Linked DNA regions of Callithrix jacchus: region 1 is linked to region 2. Evidence: chromatin contacts called from public Hi-C data. All regions are on one chromosome and are shown on one strand. Each heading gives the region's core, a stretch centred on a gene start, on an enhancer-like site or on the middle of the called end of the contact. The rest is flanking DNA. Distances are from core to core; before and after follow the strand shown. Region 1 overlaps AUTS2 (activator of transcription and developmental regulator AUTS2). Region 2 overlaps AUTS2 (activator of transcription and developmental regulator AUTS2).

Region 1 (5,684 bases), core at 855-3,354, 270 kb before region 2:
AATCTGAAGCATGAGCTGATGGAATATATGCAAGGACATTGCATAGTTTGAGGAAGTAGTCGCATATACAGTGATGGTAGTAGGCTTATTAAGATTTCCATGTTTTCATGCAATTGAAACTAGACCATGTGAAGTCAGTGAAACAGGAAAACCACATAGAGTATTTTGTGTGACTTCTACTCCTGCAGATAAAAAAAAAAGTGTTCTGGTACATCAATTGTTTAGGATCTAGTCATCTGCAGCGTTTGGCTCCCAGGTGGCTACCCTAAGCGGCTCCATTCCATAGGTTGTTACAAGGTCACAGCAACCCCAACATCTCTAGCACTTTCTCTTTCTCTCTTCTGTTTTGGTGGGGAAACATCTATATTGTGGCTATGTCACAATTACAGGGAGAGCAAATCAATGGTTACAGGGAAAAACAAGCCTTGTGTGGGCTGGATCAGACCATATGTAAGGTTCTTGGTGCTTTTCTGTGGGCGCACACACAGACATTAACCAATCCAGAAATGAATGTTGTTGTCCTCATACAGTGCCAGTGGCTGAGTTCTGCCCTGATCCTTTCAGACCTCTCTGAAGCTTGACTTTGAAATCTGCTTTTCTTTGAACCTTATATGTGAGAGAGAAGCCCTTCTTTCCCACTCAAGAATGGTTCTGTGGTTACAGTGGCTCTGTGGATCTTTTGTCCCTGGCTGGCTCCTTCATATGTTATCGTAAGGTTTTAGTTTGTGCTGTCATGCAGATGTCTTTTTTTCTCACTCAGATTTTCTCTTAGACACTGTAATATAATCTGTAATTTATGGTACAGGAGCAAGTTTTTACAAAGGAAGATACATGTGATTTGTCACTTTCCAGTCTGATTAAATGTAACTAAACCTTCAATAGTATTTGCCTTCAATAGCACAACCCACAGCAACCTGTCACACATAGGAGATAAGGTAGGTTTCATATTTTATATCATCTGGACTCTCTTTCTGTGTCCTGTGTGTAACAGGCCCCCAGGAAACAGGAAGTCCCCCACTAGTGAGCACCTCTAATGTGAACGATTGCACCCTCAGCCCATTTTGGTGAGCAAGAATAAGCAGCTTGCTCTAGGTGGGCTCTTTTGAATGGGCCTTGACCAAGCTCAATGCTCTCTCTCTCCTCTTGGCTTCTGGCACCTGTCAGCAGTAGCAGGCATTGCTTGCTTGAAAAGGGGCTCTCCTTGGGTTTTCCTGCCTCTTGGAACACAGAGCTTAATTCACTACTGGCTCCCTAACTCCAGGAAGAAGCAATGATCTTCAGCTCCATGAACCCATCCAGCAACCCACAACGGCCTACAAAATATGTTCTCTCGCCTACAGCCTCATCCCAGTTGCTACCACAGCCCTGCTGGCTCAGCGCCTGCCGTGGTCACGGTCCACTCTCAAGGGACAGTGCCTTATGTCAGCAGGCCCTGTCTTGATCCCAGGTGCTGGGAAGACATGATTGCAGCCTCCTGCGCCCTTGCCCCCCTCTTCCGACACACACACTCTGAGCCTGCAAGGTACAGCAGCCCACTAAAGCTCTAGTTAAAAGTACCAAGTTGCTGGAATGCCCAGGGAAGTGAGAATGAGCGGGTCTCACACAGGGATGATTTGAAACAAGCCTTGTGGCTTTTTAATAATGTGCCAAAGCGGTCTCAGTGGTGGGCCAGCAGGGCCCCCAGTCTATCTTCTGTGAAAGGAGAAAGCCCAGCAGGCCCTGCCGAATGCAGACAGCCCCTCCACTCTGCTGGAGGAGACAGACTCCGAGATGGCAATCAAGGCTTGATTTGCCAACACATTTCCAATGATTAAAATGTAATTAGCACAACTGAGTGCCTCCTCCCCAGCTAATTTTAATACATGCTGTGACAGGCAGGCAGCCGGCTGTGCCTTTAGCCCAGCAGCAGATGGAGGCAGAGGCAGCGGGAGAGGAAAACCATTTTGCAATGTGACTATTCGCATCACAAAACCATCAGGGCGCTCAGCTCTTAGAAGGCCCTTGATGGCAGCACATCAAATTGGCGCTGTCATAGCTGACCGTGGCAATGGCAGTCATCCTTCATACTGTCCCAGAAGCACAGCGAGGCAATTTCCAGGCGTAACCCTTTAAGATCTAGAAGGGGAGAGAGAGACTTGGAGAGCACACTTGTCGTCTTGCAGTGACAGGCGTGAGCTTTGCAATGTGCGCTGTGAAACCCACGCTCTTGGCAGCTTGCAAACCGTTACTTACACGTTCCTTTTCCAAGGCACAGTGGAGTGTGGTTCAGAAGCTTTGGAAATAGCTGTTTCTCCAAATGGGAGACAGGCGTGAGCTGCCTTCTGTGTGCATTATCTGAACTGGGGAGGATGAGCTTTTCAGCCTGAGATGGCGTGGAGGTTTCCTCTTTTATTCCATTCATCCCACAGAAGCCTTTGAGCCTGGGGCCTCTCATTATGACCGTCTGCTTTTCTCCTATCTTGAAGGGCATGTCAGACAAGCTGCAAAGTCCAGAGGACCTTGTGCCTGTGCTCCTGTTTTCTCACCTCCTGGCAGAAACACTGGGCCCTTACCACTGTTGTCTGGCTGGCCTGCCCCTTCCAAGGCACCACCTGAAAAGGAGGCAAGCTCCTTGGAGGCTAAGGATCGTTTGGGCCTCCCTGGGATTTGGGGTGCACAGGGTAATTACTGGGGGCACTTGTGTTCTTTGGGATCTGTCACCCAAGCTTGGTGGCTATCTCTCTTATTTTACACGTGTGTGTGTGTGTGTGTGTGTTAAAAGTACCAAGTTGCTGGAATGCTCAGGGAAGTGAGAATGAGCGGGTCTCACACAGGGACCCCTGCATTTTTTCCAGCCTTTTTTTCTTTCTATATGTGTGCTTAGCAATTTTAAAGTAATATTGTATATGTAACTATATGTGTCTTGCTTCCTTCATTGTAGTAGTAATAATGAAAGTAGCCATTTTTAATGTGTGTAGACAGTCTTACCATGTTGCCCTGGCTGATCTTGAGCTCCAGGGCTTAAGGGATTCCCTCCCCTTGGCCTCCCAGAGTGCTGGGATTACAGGCATGAGCCACTGTTTCTGGCCTGGTGGCAGACTTTCATAGAACACTGAGACTAGACAAGCCTAAGTAATAGCAGTGATGATGATAAGCATGTATTTGGCATTTACCATGGCTGAGAACGGTTAATCCCTTAAATGTATTTCCTCACTTAATATCCACATAAACCTAGGGGCTCCATATTATTATTCCCATTTTATGGATGAGGAAACAAAGCCACAGTGAGGTGCAGTAACTTCCCCAGCCTCTGCTGTTAAGTGGCAGAACCCAAATAGAAACACCTGTCTTTCCCTCTTGTGAGCGGGACAAAAGAGTCACAGTGGAGACATGCTGCACCAGAGATGCCTCATCAGTTGAAGCCTCTGAGCAGAGAAATCTGATCTGAGAACAGTGGGATTGTTCTTTGCCATCAATGGCCTCTGAAGATCAGCAACCGTGGGAACCTCCCGGACTCCATCACACGGGTGACGTTTATATGTCATTGTGCGTGTGTATCTTTTTCTCCTCTAACTGAAAAATAATATGTAATCATTAGAGATAAAAATGACAGTGAATGTAAAGATGAAAATTAAAATTACCCAAGTTCTTCATCACTCTGAAATAAAGTGTTTGGTGCATTTTTTCCAGTCTTTTTTTTTTCTTTCTATATGTGTGCTTAGCAATTTTAAAGTAATATTGTATATGTAATTATATGTGTCTTGTTTCCTTCATTGTAGTAGTAATAATGAAAGTAGCAGTTTTTAATGTATTTTCTTCTTACTGCTATGTTCAGAGATAGTTACTGTCACCCTTGTTTTATTGATTAAAAAAATAATTGGGCTGGGCACAGTGGCTCACACCTGTAATCCCAGCCCTTTGGGGAGGCTGAGGTGGGCCGATCATGAGGTCAGGTGATTGAGACCATCCTGCCAACATTGTGAGACCCCCATCTCTACTAAAATACAAAAAATTAGCTGGGCGCAGTGGTGTCTGCCTGTAGTTCCAGCTACTCAGGAGGCTGAGGCAGGAGAATCGCTTGAACTCGGGAGACAGAGGTTGCAGTGAGCCGAGATCGCACCACTGCACTCCAGCCTGGCAACAGAGCAAGACTCTGTCTCAAAAAAGAAAGAAAGAAAAGGAAGGAAGGGAGGAAAGAAAGAAGGAAGGAGGGAGGGAGGGAGGGAGGGAGGGAAGGGAGAGAGGGAAGGAAAGAAATTGAACCTGTGGGAAGATATGTAACTCACCCAAGGTTACTTCTGTTAGGTTGGTCCGGTTTTGGCCGTTACTTTTGTACCAACCTGATAGGATTTTTAAACTTCCCTATGACTGTGACCACTTTTCCATTTCAGCAAAATTCTTTATAAACTTTAACTTAATGGGTGAGCACAACATTGGCACCTTGACCTTTTCCCCAATTTGGCGACATTTAGGGTTATGAAGTCTGCGTACTGGGTTAGTGCAGAGATTCAGAAACACCAGTATTCAAATGGCCAGATCTTTTTCTTACAGATTTATGACTCTTGACAAGTTGCTTAATGTCTTTAAGGCCCCTTCTTTCGGTGTAAAATTGGAAAACTAAAGCCTACACATACGCGGGGGTGAGGAGGGGGAGTTTGGTGTGCGGTCAGAAACGTGAATGTATGAGAAGTCTGTCTTCGCAGATTTCCTGGCTCTTGCTATGTGTTGACAGTAGCCATATAAATAATGGATTATTGGGTCATTTCCTAATTCCATAATGAAATTTTTAAACAAATTCTTATAGACATTTTTGTTCCTTTGTGAGAATAGTTGAGCTAGACAGTATGGAAAATGCGAAGGCTCTTGATGCATACTTCTCTTCTTCTGATGCATATTGCAAAATTATTTTCCAAATAGAAATTGACATTCCTCCAGAATTATATGAGTGTCTGCCTCACGACAGCCTTGCCAACACTGCATGTCAGCATTTACATGTTTTTTTCTAATTTGATTGATGAAGCGAAATATATCTTTTTAATCTGCATTTCTTTGATTACTAGTGAGGTGGAACATTTTTTTCATATGTTTATTAGCCATTTATATTTCCTCTTCCATGAATTGACCTCTTTGCTTCTGAAAGGAAGGATGAGTCTCCAAGGGCTAGCTAGAGAAAAGATGCTCCAGTGATAATTATCTTGGAGCCCTGGGGCAAGGAGTTGCCGGGAGAGAATTAAAGGTCTCCTGGGGCGATGAGGTGGCTACCAAGTGAGCTTCTTTCTAATCCGAAGCAAGGCTTTCTACACAATCAGCTTGAAATCTGTATTTGTTCTCTTCCTTTTTTGTTCTGTTAAGAAATATTTTTTATTTTTAAGTGAAACTCTTCACATTCTACTCAAGCCAGTGCTTGTAATTCTTTCAGGGCAGACAACGAGCATGCTTGTTCGGTTTGGGTTTTTTGCTCTGAGAGTCCCATTGGTTTACAGTGAAGTTGCTGTAGATCTTGCCTGAGTCTTTTATGATCCCTGCCATCCAGCCAGGAGCTGTGACTGCTCTGTATCCTTCTTAGATTTAAATCTGTTGCTTGTGTTCTCCTCATAGTGTTACAGAGCAGCAGAGCCCATCCATACTGATGTCTTAATATCATTCTCTCCTTCTTGGATTTATAGGGCAAAATAAACCCTTTGCCATAGAAGTGCTTATTGATT
Region 2 (5,777 bases), core at 1,271-3,770:
GAAATCAAATAGTGATAGATATGCAACTTCAAAGAGTCAAGGAACAGCCATCATTACTCTCAGTCTGCATGTCATTCGTATGTGGCATGCATCTCTCCCAACCCCATTCCCTTCCCCTCTTCACAGCCACACTCCAGGTAACAGTAGCACTGGGAGGGGACTCAGGAACTGCAATTTTCCTCTCACCCCACCCTGGTGTTCCTGCTGTACCCCAGAACCCTACCAGTTGCAAGCTAGGCCTTGCTTGCCCTTTTTCTTGTACTGGGAAAATTGCAGCAGCTTTTCCTGTGCACCAAGGAGGGACCTTATCAAGCTGCAGGTGTGGAGTTAAAACTCCAGATGTTTTCAGAGGGTTTCCTCTCCCCAGGTGTATTCTGGTGGGAGTGGCTTGCTCAGGGGAACCCCACACCCTCTTGAGGCACTGCACTTTGCTCCAGGGGACACAGACATGATACAGGTTAGGATGATAGGCATAACTGCTGCCCACGTAGTGAGGCTTTGGCATTGCTTTTATTCTTTCCCTACATTGGTGGATGCCAGGGGAAGCAACAGGCTCCCCTTTTGTGGATGCAGAGTGTGCAGATGTCAGAGGCTGTGAGGAGTTGAGAGGAGAGGATTTGTAAGTGGCCAGTTCATGCTCTCACTTATTCATGAAACCGAATACACTGCGCTTAGTCGGCTGTGGTGGGGAAGGAGGTTAGGTGAAGACCTTAGTGTTCTGAGACCCAGACCCTGATCCTCCTCTCCATTTTCCTCAATGCAATTATTATTCTGTATTGAGCGCCTACTGTGACAGGCCTTTCACATATATGACATTCCCACTGAACCCTCACAACCGCCCAGAGAGACTGCTCTTTGCAGATGTGACTGACTTGGTGGCAATTCAACCCCAGGCTTCGGGCCTAGTAGCCTTTCCCTGGCATGGCATGGCACAATCATGGAAGCAGCAACTGCGGGGAGGGCAAGGATAGGTGCAGTTCCCGCCGCGCCCGCCCACGGGGAAGTCAGCCGGGGCGGGGGGACTCGAGGGCCTGAGCCACGCGGGGAGCAACAGCTGTCGATGTAGCGCCCGGGGATCTCGCCTCCGTAGGGCCGACCCGGCGCCGGGGCCGAGAGGAGGGGCGGCGAGGGGCGGGGCGCGTGGGGCGGGACGGAGGAGGGGCGGTGGCACGGGCGGCTCGGGCTCGGCGCGCCGAGGAAGTCCCGCTCCGAGAGCTGCGAGCGTCTAGAGGAGGCGCGCTCCGCGCAGTCGGGGAGTGAAGTCCGGAGCAAGGGCCCCCCGCGCCGCCGCCGCCGCCGCCCGCACTTGCCACCGTCCAGCCAGGGCGCCTGCGGCGGCCGCCGATGGAGTTCACTTGAGCTGTGAACCGGCGGGAGAGGCAGGAGCCCGCGAGCCGAACGCGGGCCGGACCCCAGCCATCGCCGGGCGCTCGCCCGCCAGCCCGCAAGCTCCGGCCAGAGGCGCCGCCACCCCGTGCCCCAGCTGCTGCAGCGCCTCCCGGGCCGCGAGCCGGCGAGATCCGCACAAAATCTAAACTCCCGAAACGGCTCCCCCCAGCGCCGCGGAGGCAGCAGGCTCAGGACCGAGCAACCCGCGGCGCGGCTGGAGAGGCGGGACCGGCTGTTGGGGAGCCCCGGGCGGCTGCCGAGGAGAAGCCGCCGCGCGCCCTCCTCCTCCCTCTCCCTCCTCCCTCCCTCCGCACATGGTCTCCTTTGTCCTGTCGCCGCCGCCGCCTCGCTCTTAGCTCCGCGCGCCACGGCGGCGGCTTGGGCCGCTCCTCTCTGCCTCGCCCTCCCGCCAGCCGGCCCCGGACGTGCCTCGTGAGCCCCCGCCGCGCCCGCCCGGCCCCGCGCGCCGCAGGAGCAGCCGGGAGACAGCGGCAAGCGTGGGCCGGGCGATCTCCGCGGGCGAGCTCCTCCCGCCGCTCGGGGCCTTGGCCGCGCTGGATGTGTGCGCGCGGCGCAGGCTCTCCGCCGCCCCGAAGCTGCTGCCCCGTTCGGATCTGGTTCGGTGCCTTCGCTCTCGGACTTCGGCGAGGAAGCAGCCCAGAGACTCTTGTGCACGGAGCCGGGTCGGGAGTTGGGCGTTTTCTCTTCGTGTGTTTTGGTGGTTTCCTCCTGGTCTCTGACGATCGCCCTTCTGGAGCCCTGTTAAGGAATCAAACCATGAACTTGGGGCTGACCGGACCGCTTGACCCTTTGCGACCAGGTAATGCAGCCCCCGGGGCGCGGCTCGCTCACCCGCCACCTGCGGTCGGAAGGGAGGCGGCCGGGTCGGGGGTCTTTTGTTGCGGCGGCCGAGCCGGCGGGCAGGGGTGGCCAGGGCGGGCTCCTCGCGTCCGGCGCGCCCAAGGCCCCCTTCGCCACCCCTCCTCCCTGCTTTTCTCCCCCCTCTGCGGCCCTGTCGCCCGCCTTTGTACTTTCCTCCCTTGGCCGGCCCGGCTCGGCTGGGGAGCGGCTGCGCGGGGCCCGGAGCTGTGCGGTCAGCCCGGGAGGGCCTGGCGTTCGCCACCGAGTTCCGATGCGGGGAGGGGGCCGGGGCCTGCGTCCGCTGGAGCTGGGGGCCCTGGCGCGGCGCGGCGCGGCGCTGGCGGCTCCTGGGGTCACGCTTCCCCCGCGCCGAGGTCGGAATCCCGCCTGCACGCGTTGCCAGGGAATCGGAAGGAGATCTGGGCTCGGGTTCGGCAGCGGGTGAAAGAACTCGCGCTTAAGTTTGCAGGAGGTTTCTCTTTTCCTGTTCGAAAGCCCCCCTTCCCTTCCCGCCTGTGCGGGCGCGGAGGGCGGCCCCCGGGGTCTGCGTCCGAAGGGAGTGAGGGGGGACCTGGAGCGGGATCCGCTGGGACCCACCCCGCCTGCGAGCACGGCTTTTATAAGTTTTCCTTATTCTCCGCGTTCCCGCCTCCTTTCTGTTTCTCTTATTTAACTTTTCTTTAAACGCCAACTACGGCTTCTAGCAATATTTTTTTACATCCAAAACAAACAAAAAAAACTTCTTCCCCTTCCCCTTAAATAAAAAGCAGCCAAAAGAGAGCTATGGTTTTCTGTCAGTTTTAGATTCAACCACTTCATGCCCCTACCCTCCAAAACCGGGCCGAGGGGATAAAAGGAAGTGAGTAAAATCTTCAAGTCTGTAGCGGGTAGAGGTGCCCCGTGTTAAAAAAAAGAGAAAAAAGAAGGAAGAGCTCCACTCGCCTGCTCACTCTGGGCTCACCTGTTTTCCATTAGATTAAGCGGGGGGAGGAAAGCCAGGAAAATGATCCAGGTAATACAAGGAAATGCATACTATTTTCTGAAAGCAACGAAAATGGTAAACATTCCCAAGATCAAGACCCAAGGAACCACATCATTTCTACAAATGTTCTAAAAGCCTAAGTAGAAGGAAAGTTCATTGAGGAAAAGCAAAGGGTACTCGTGTCGTTTCCCCTTAAGATTTTAGGAAGAAGCCTGACTTGTTAGGACAGTGGTCGGCCGCAGTTGTAACCACCTGGTTGGGAGACAGGAGGGATCCAGAATGCTTCCCGTCGTCATCTTAGGAGTGTTTTTCTGTGGAGGCCTTTCTGAGACACCCCTTTCTCAGTCGCAAGAGGCATGGTGTCCAGCCTTACTACTTGTATCAGTCAAGTAAGGGCTCAGAAAGCTTTCAATCGAAGATGCACTCCAAAGCCTCTCTGAATGTCCGCTCAGACTTCCTTCCTTAATAACCTGCTGGTCGGCGTCATAGTAATGACATCTTCAAGTCTGGTTCACACACGAGGATCACCACAGTGTCTGTTTGAGAATCCCATGTGGAGCCCAGTGGAGCTGACAAAGGTGGCAGAGCAAAAGGCCTGTTTACCCTCAGCTCTGTCCTTTTCCCTGGAACACGCATACACATACACCAAGTGCAAATAAAAACTTGGTCAGGAACCGTTTCCTTTCCCTGTTTATGCTTTTTTTTTGTTTGTTTTGTTTTAATTTTTAGACAAAAAATTTCAACAAGATCTTCAAGGTATGTTTATGCTTTTTGCATTCGGAGACAGTAATTTGGTTTTAAATTTCTTGGGCCCAGTTAAGACTCGCTTTAATAGGGAATGCCAGAATTTTCAAAGGTTATGCCAGTTTGGTAAAACACTTTAATAAACAGACTTTCTTTTCTCTTTATATCAGTTCATTAATCATGTAAGCCGTGAATTTAATATGAATTTACATTCCAGAAGAAATCTAAGCCATTCTAAGAGACACTTTTTCATGAAGGGATATCTTAAGTTTATAGCTGGGAAACTCACATTCCTAGAAATCTCACATAGTAATATAACATGGAATTTTTGTCTTTATAACTCAGTATTGTTGATCTATGTATAACTTGTTTCTCCCCGTTAACATTGTTTTGGCAATTTGTTTTTATGGAAAGATACTGTCAGGAAGGCGCACTGTATTCTTTGTTATTCCTGAAAAATAGAAAACCTGTCTAGAGCTTCTGTTAAACTGCAGGTATAAATATATGCACTTCAGTACTTGTTTTGCACGTACATTCATTGGTTTCTTGATTGGTTAATCATATGAAGACCCCCATAAAAGAAATGTTAAAATTAAATAAAGCAAAAAACAGTCATAGTAAAAATATTTTATGTCTTTCTATATCACTTGCATCGAGAACTAGAACACGTCCCCCAGATGTACACAGGAATATTTTATCTTTGCCAGTATGACATGGAAAGACTAACTTGAATATCCTCTTTGTCCCTAAAAGCCAGCCCAGAGTCACAATATGCTGCACTTCAGAATTCACCCTCCCCCTATTTCCTTTATTTTCCTCTTTCCATATTTATTCCACATTCTAGGCTGTGCTTTCTCAGAATATGCATCTCTGTATATCAAGTGCGAAAGATAAGTGATTTCTCACAAGGGTTGTGGAGCGGAAACAGGATAGCTTGCCCATTGTAACTTTAAATGCACACACAGCCTCACATTAAGTAGTGGAGATGTTTAATTTTTAATTTTTCCAGTTCTAGAAATATTCCATGCTTCTGAAACGTTACAGCATTTTCCTTCAAACCAACTTCATGTTTCTTTTCCAGAACATTGGTGTATAATTTAAATTGGCTTTAGTTTTACTATTTAAACAGCCTTATTTCACCTTCCTCAAGCCACTGTACTAATTAGCAGACATGCTCTCTAGAAAATGAAAAGGAAATAATGCTGGTGGCATGCATAGTGGTCGGATTTGGGGGCAGGTCGGCTTGTGTCTTTTTGAACAGCAAGGTCGTCTGGTTACTGCAAGGGACAGGGATCTGAGAGTCATCGGATTAATCTTTAAAAAAAATTAATTTCTTAGAGTGTTGGCTGACATTTTTTCGTGAGGAAAAACTTGGCATTAAATAACAGGCATTTCTGATTTGTGGAAGAAAATTGAAAAATAAGCATGTCTGCAAATACCACAAAAAAATACCATTTCCAAAATAACGATCTGTCAAGGAAATTGCAAAATCATTATGTGAATGAGCCGAATTGCTTTGTGTATCATCTCATAGACATGTTTTGCACAGATAATGTGTCTAATAAGGACACATTTTTAAAAATCAGATTTTTTTTCCCCCCCAGCAAATAGCTGCACTGCAGGTCTCTCTCAGGCAGTCAACTAGCACCACCTTATGGATGATTTGGGGACATTGCTGCTTCCCTGCTAGGCTTTTGTAAAATGTAGTAAACCGATTTAAAATAATGGGAAAGTGGATGGTGATGACAATATTAATGACAATAATAACGCTTTTTTCCCCCTTCTTGTTTTTTAGGCATCA

What was found. A called contact is a pair of places that touch in the nucleus more often than the background predicts.
Region 1: a contact with region 2 is called in a Hi-C map of skeletal muscle, with 5 times the contacts expected there. The contact joins two enhancer-like sites. A contact is called at or near these places in 2 of 3 Hi-C or Micro-C datasets (both in skeletal muscle).

The regions. Positions count from the first base shown.
Region 1 is chr2:5,914,476-5,920,159 of calJac240_pri, reverse strand. The region is part of intron 4 of AUTS2 (activator of transcription and developmental regulator AUTS2); the gene reads left to right. Among named protein-coding and RNA genes, the nearest start is that of GALNT17, 640 kb to the right of the region's middle. Within about 2 kb of position 2,104, at least 3 of the 16 cell types and tissues checked have an H3K27ac peak or open chromatin away from gene starts, as enhancers often do. A contact at or near this core is called in skeletal muscle, where this site is marked.
Region 2 is chr2:5,642,929-5,648,705 of calJac240_pri, reverse strand. It overlaps AUTS2 (activator of transcription and developmental regulator AUTS2), which reads left to right. Exons shown (of 19, transcript XM_035291973.3): 6 at 5,772-5,777. Among named protein-coding and RNA genes, the nearest start is that of GALNT17, 370 kb to the right of the region's middle. Within about 2 kb of position 2,520, at least 13 of the 16 cell types and tissues checked have an H3K27ac peak or open chromatin away from gene starts, as enhancers often do. A contact at or near this core is called in skeletal muscle, where this site is marked.